Linked DNA regions of Gossypium hirsutum: region 2 is linked to region 1. A link is a contact called in public Hi-C data. All regions are on one chromosome and are shown on one strand. The core of a region is the stretch at or near the end of the contact, and the rest is flanking DNA. Distances in the headings are between cores, read along the strand shown. Region 1 holds the start of LOC107924354. Region 2 holds the start of LOC107943041 (protein LIKE COV 2).

The links. A called contact is a pair of places that touch in the nucleus more often than the background predicts.
Region 2: a Hi-C map of leaf shows a contact between it and region 1, with 1.8 times the contacts expected there. The contact joins the promoter of LOC107943041 here to the promoter of LOC107924354 in region 1. A contact is called at or near these places in 5 of 34 Hi-C or Micro-C datasets (hypocotyl, leaf and petal).

What each region holds. Positions count from the first base shown.
Region 1 is chrA12:58,929,983-58,933,717 of Gossypium_hirsutum_v2.1, forward strand. It overlaps LOC107924354, which reads left to right and starts at 1,272. Exons shown (of 9, transcript XM_016854758.2): 1 at 1,272-1,812; 2 at 1,890-2,045; 3 at 2,826-2,906; 4 at 3,017-3,105; 5 at 3,198-3,272. The coding sequence starts at 1,923.
Region 2 is chrA12:59,069,378-59,072,840 of Gossypium_hirsutum_v2.1, forward strand. LOC107943041 (protein LIKE COV 2) reads right to left here and starts at 1,561. Exons shown (of 7, transcript XM_016876767.2): 1 at 1,370-1,561; 2 at 394-446; 3 at 184-293. The coding sequence starts at 1,555.

The DNA of each region.
Region 1 (3,735 bases), core at 22-2,521:
CCTATTCTGAAATATTCATATTTTTTATATTTAACATCGAATCAAAATTTAATTTAATATTATTTCATTAGGGACCTTGTAATTTTAGTTTATAGCATAATTTCTTAACTTTCAATTTAGTCCCTAATGTCATAAAATTATCTATAAAGCTTAACTTAATTTCTAACTTAATCCTAACATAATCCAAGTTTACTACTTAATAATCTCTTCAAATTCAAACTTAAATTCATCAAGTATACCTTAATGGTAATTTGCTAAACATCTAACAATTGAAGAAATCAATAAATAGGTTAGCTAAAATAAACTTTCATGATTCAAAATTCATAAAAATCTTAAGAAAAAAAACTTAATTACCTTGATTAATCTTTGACCGAATGCCTAAAGAACTTTTGAAGAATTTTTCTTTCTTCTTTAAGCATTCGGTTCCTAGTTTTCTCTTTCCCACTAATATATATTGATTAATTATTTAATCAAACCTAATTAGCCCAAATTTCAACTTTAAGAATGATTAATTTAATGGTTAACCTTTATTAATTATAAGTGGGCGGGTCATCAGCACTTTCGACTATCCATATAGGATAAATGGTTAAATAACCATTAAGTCTTTTGGTTAATTGCCAGTCAAGTCCTCAAGCATTTTCCAATTTAAAATTTAATACTGATTGAAATTTTCTAATTTAGTCCTTAGACTATAATTATCTACTTTCTCGATTTAATTTCTTTACGAACCACTAATATATTTTCAATTTAAGCATATAAACTCTCCTATACATAATTTTACTAACTTGATTATGGATTTAAATTTCAAAAACACATTTTTTCGACATCTTCTAAAATTATAAGCAACTTTATTTGGGATATAAAAAACAAAATGGGGAAAGAGTATTCGTAGCTAATATAAAAAAGAATTATAAAGAAAACACCAACCATAGATGCCAACTCTATTTAAGATTTAGATTAATTAGAAAAAAAAATCTCTGACACATATGAATATGAACATCAATACAAAACATGAGTTAGAATTAGGTTTACATTAATTAGTCAACTCTTAAATTCATTAATAAAATTAGATTTACGGCATATAGCGAAAACCTATATATATATATATACTTGACACTAAAGGATGTCAAGAAATGTCTAACATATTTATTACGGTGGAGGGTAAAAAAATAATTGCAACTCAATTAGAAACTGCCAAAAATTTGACAATGACCTGTCTACGGTACTTTAATCCATTATATCTCAAATTCAATTGCAACATACAAAAATTTGCAGCGCATATATCAACCATAAACTCCACATGAAGATAATCTTAAAATGAAAACATATTTTTAAAATAATTTTTATAGTATTATATTTAGTAAATAATAAATACTATAATACCAATGCCAAATAAAATTCTTTTATTGAAAAGAAAAGAGGAATGATGGGCTGGGCTAAAGCAGGCGAGCGAGGCTTTTAGGCTTAGTGAATGGCGATGGGAGAGCGCGGTCCAATCGGCGGTAAGACCGCGATTACAGTGAAGAAAAGCCCTACTCCCTCTCAAAGTAGAACTGACATCCCATATCTTTACTTCTTGCTTCTCACTTCTCATAAACATACAAAATCTCCACTCTAAATTTATCGATAATTAAAAACCGTTTCAAGCTACCCGGCCTTATCGCCTGAGGCTTCAACTTCGAGAACCATTATTCCCATTCAAACTTCTGATAGATATACAGAAAAAAAGAAAATACAATACAATAAAATAAAATAAAGGTGTTTGGTCTCAGTTCCAGTTTCAGTCTCTTGCTTTATTTGCATTTAGATAAGGTAAATCCAACAAAACCCAGAGTTTCTTTTCATTGGGGTTTGTGTGTGTGTGTGTGTTTGATTGATTTTTGTTTCAGATTTGAAAGTGGGGGAAGAGGCGATTGAGAAAGATGGATAGGTATCAGAGGGTGGAGAAGCCAAAAGCAGAGATTCTCATAAACGAAAATGAAATTAGGATAACAACACAAGGCAGAATGAGGAATTATATTACCTACGCCACCACTCTCCTCCAAGTAACTTCCTGTTTCTACTCTCTCTTTTAATTTTTACTCTATAGTCTCACTTCCTGTTTTGCTTTGTTTCAGCAATTAATGTTACGTATGTGTGCGTTATAATTGTTTGGATGAAATGCTTCCTATTGAATGAGTAGCTATGTGTCTAACAGGCTTTTGTTAGATTTTTTTCTGAAGTTTTTCCTTTTATTCCGAGATTCATATCCCCATACCCATGTTTAAGTACATAGAATAGATGAGCAGATATATGGGATATCTAACTTTTGAAATTTATGTTGATAAAAAATGTTTCATGGTGTCAATCTTGTGATAATTGGGTTTATGCAAATGCTTCATATTCATGATGGTAAAACCAGTGTAGAGTGGCAATGTTGTGATAAAAATGTATGCCCTCAAGTTCAGTAGGCCTTTTAGGGTATTTATTTAGTTTATGATTTAGATATCAAATATAATTTGGGCCGCTGTTCTATTCGACTGGTTGTGCTCTTAATGGCTAACAGATCTTTGGTATGGTTATAGCAATCGGTTATGGAAATTATATCACGGACAGAGGAGATTTTCTTGAAATTATTTAATGGAAATTGTATTTTCTAGTAAAATTTGAATAGTATGCTTTCTGTAGTTAATCCAGTTAATGGAAAGATTTAATTGGATGATTGCAATTTGAAGTTTAGAAAAATTTCTCCTTTGAAATTTTCCTAGAGGGAAAAAAACTTGGCATTGAATTACTTAATACAAAACTAAATTGTTTTTTCTCTGGTTTTGCCTCTCTATATGTAGGAGAAAGGTTCCAGTGAGATTGTTCTTAAAGCAATGGGAAGAGCCATTAATAAGACTGTGATGATTGCAGAGCTAATCAAGGTAGCATGAAGATGTCTCTCCTTCTAATTCACTCTTCTCAAATACATGTGAACTAATTCATATCTACATATGCCATTTTTCTTTATTTACATCAAGGTTTCTGTTTGCAGAGAAGAATTGCTGATCTTCATCAGAATACTTCAATTGGATCAACTGATATAACCGACATGTGGGAACCACTAGAAGAAGGCCTCCTTCCGTATGAAACATTGACACTTTTATGCTACTCCTTCGCATTGCCATGTTTTAGAGCATATAAATCATGGTGATTGGTTTTCTGTCTTATTACAGTCTGGAGACTACTCGTCATGTTTCGATGATCACTATTACATTATCAAAGAAGGAGCTGGATCTGTCCTCCACAGGGTAAATAACTGAGATCCAAAATTCTATTTACATTTAAACAGTCAGTGTATGCTCCTGCTTATTTTTAATTGTTTAGAAGGTGGTGGTCAGATTTCCGCCTTTGGCTTTAGACCTCCTTGATGTAGGGATGAGCGTTCGATTGAATTGAATCGAATGAAAAAGTTTCGAGTTAATCGAGCATCCTTACCCAATTTGAAATTTTATCAAATCAAGTCGAGTGAGATGGAATTTGAATTGAATCAAATCGAATATATTTGTTCGAGTTAAATTAAAAAAATGATTTTGGGTCCTTGTAGCCATTGCCACCCATCGTAATCAAATTTGTCCGCGTAATCAAAATTGTTATTAACTTTCATCCTTCATAATTTATTTATTAATTTTTTATATACGAAGGTTAGCTTCTTTGCTTGCTAGGTTACTTCATTTATCTTTTGATTCTTGTCACCATGTATTTTGAAATTAA
Region 2 (3,463 bases), core at 311-2,810, 140 kb after region 1:
CGATTTTTTTTTTCCTTCTTTTTCTTTTTGGCAATAAACATACATTTTTGGATTATGAAGAAATTTTGGGGTTTGATGATCGTGAAGAATGGTTGAATAGTGATAATTGAAGTAAGAACTTATAAACTTAGCCACACTTCAATCATCAAACATCAAAGGCACAAGTAATACAATTAAACTTACCAAATATGTCAATGCCAAGTCGTTCATATAATGGACTGAAGAAACCGTCAACAAACTGAATAAACCACCAAGTAATGAAAAATGTAACTGCCACAGGAAAAAGGACCACACTGCAATTTTGCATGTCAACATGTTGTTACTTGTTAAGCTTTGAAATATCAAAAGAAATAATGGAAGACTGACATTTGGGGAAATATAAAAGCTTAATACCATCCAGTCATGAACTTCTTTGAGACCCAACTTTGGAGAACAAAACAACAAGCCTGAAGAATAAAACACAAATGCTCAGACTGGAAAATAAAACAGAATGCTTCGATATCAATACAACATATTTATTCTGAAAACTGCTCTCATTGCTTCCACGCTTTCTAAGACTTACATTGAAACTTAAACATAACTGTTCTTTTCAATTTGGGGCAAACATAATTACTTTAAAACCACTCAAGTAGTCAAACTCTGAATCGTTCATAATAATGACTTGAAAATGATTAAATTCCTTGAAAATGGGCACATGAAATTTCCATGAAGCATTTCAACAATAGAAACGCTAATTGGTTTAACCAAGAAATACATAAAGAACAAACCTTATCGTGGAAGCACTCTATCGTACAGGTCATTCAATTTCTTGGTATTTTAGTAAGGAAAAAAAGGGATAATTTAAATGCTAAACCCTAAAAGCAGAAGCATTTATCCTCAACGCTTAAAATCCTTCTAATGCGCGGCTATTAATTAGTTTTTTCCATAAAAAAACGATAGAAAGAATCAACAGGTCATCAAGATTTCCACTTTTAAAACAGGTTGAAGCCAAACCCGAGGACAATCAAAACCAACAGAATTTCTGGATATAATTGGGAGCTCAACCATTTTCATTTTCTTTTTCCCCCCTTAATATGAAGAGTCCAACCAGTTGACACTCAATAAACATAGTGAAGAAAGTTTATGATAAATCTTGGGCGATATTTGACCATTTTCAGTTCCTACATCCCAAATTCGGCAGGGATTTCCCATATCTGCAGTCAAAATTCCGTTACTCGCAAATTATATTTAGTGCAAAGGCTCAATTACAACTACATTTGGACTAAGAAAAATATGAAAGAAGTCCAAGAAGAAAGATGAGGGAGTGGGTGTGGTTAATTGATGGAAGTCAAACCTAAAAGAGGGGGGAAAAAAGAAAGAGAAAATGGACCTTGCGAGTGGAGGAATTGGGGGAGCTAGGCCTAGGAGGAGACTTAGCCGGATCTTCGGGATCGACACCACTATTTTCGGCTTGGCTCAGTGGAATCGACGTTGATTCTTTCTCTTCCGCCATTACTAGCTGGGAAAAATGTCGGGAAGTTAGACGGGAGATTTGATTATTGAGTGTTACATGCATTTAATTTAATTAAGATTTAAAAAATAAAAAAGGCAATATTTACATCATACGCAATGTCATGCTGGGCGTGGGGTTGGTGTCGCCTTAGGGTCACATTTAGTGGTTATATCAAATATGATTAGTCTATTTATTCATTTGGTCCTAAATTTGTCACAGTTTTTTATCTCAACTTAATACTCCAATTTTTTTTTTCTAATTTTTGCAATCCTCCTAAGGTGATTATCTATACTCTTAATTGAATCTCTCATTAGTTTAGTTGGTATTACAAGTCAACTAGACACCAATTTGATTAAAAAAATTACTAAATTATCTTTCCTTTTTGAAATTATAATATTATAAATGTATCTTAGTATTTCTCGTACTAAAAAACCAATAAAAATGTTGAAATTTTCCATGTCCCCAACATCTAAAACCTTAACTTTACTCCTATACCCAAAGCTTCATTTTGATTATATTTGTACATTTTAATATTATTACACAAAAGTTTGATCGATAATGTCATTAATTGAGTTTGTGGCACAAGCCAACTCAATATTGAATTTTTTATAATTATTTTTTTCTTTTATTATTTTTTCTTTGACCAACATGATAACATTTTGACGTGTTAAAGAAAAATGTTAATGTAACACCCCCGCCTGACTTCCGTCGAATTCGAGTATGGAGTGTCACAAATGGACTAAGTTCAACTATCCTTAATATTTATCGGCTTAACTATTATAACACAGACTAAGTAAAACTAATAATAATTCTTACAACCAAGCTCTTAAACCATTGAATGTTTAATCTCTCAATTTCTGTCTCTAATATTGTCTGTTTACAATAAGACCCTTGAAGTTTTTAACTTAGGGTTAACTATTTCAAAATCCAGACTCTGAGGACGTCATTTGGTTACACCATATTTGATCCTGAGGCGAAGCCTCTAATGATACCCACCTCCTTTGTGCATGATCTTGAGACAACAACGGTCCCCATTCTTCACGCTATCTGACTTAGTCCCTTATCGTAGTCCTTGATCATTCCAATCATTCCTATGTAGATAAGAAAATTTTCCATAAGTTCAAGAGAACTTAGTGAGTTCCTTCACTGCACCAAACTAAACCTTGTCACACGAAGGTAACAAATGTAAAAAAAACTAAACATAAATTAATTACCTGCTCACTCAAGGCAAGTGTTCTTTATCAGGGTGGCTAACTCCACCCGATCCTCTTATGATGAATGAATTAGCATGTGTGAATGTAACAGCCCGATTTTGGGCCTAGCTGGAACAGTGGTTTCAGAACCACTATTCTGAGGCTAGAGAAAATTATTTTGATGTTGTTTTATGTGATATAGAATGTTTATGAAGGTGCATAAAAATTTTGGTATATTAATTTTAGCGATTTCTAGTCCAATTTCGAAAAAGGACTAAATCGCATAAAAGGTAAAAGTTGTGTTTTGATGCCTAAAGGTGTTAAATTGCTTGGTATCTTAAATTGGGGGTCTTTAAAGTGAAATTTGACCATTGAAAGTGTCATGGCCGGCCAAGGGAGACAAATTGGTCAAAAAGCCAAAATTGTGGCTTTTAGGTGACTAAATTAACTAAAAATAGAATAAAATAAAGAAAAGAAAGATCTCATCTTTTCTTCATCTTCTCACCACCAAAAATGGCAGCAAAGAAAGGTTTTAGGAGCTGGAAAATTTCAGCAAAGAAACTCCCGTGCTAGCAAGTGATTTTTAATGTCTTTCTTGATGATTTTTACATTTTTGGAACCCCTAAAGCATGAGCTTTCAAATGAGGGGACTATTTTGCAAAATAATTAAGAGTCTAGGGTTTTTCCATGAAAGCATATGTGTTTTTTTTTTTGAGTTTTTATGGAAGAATATGAGCCTTGGTAGTGTTATAAACAACTTTCATGAAAGAATTTTGCA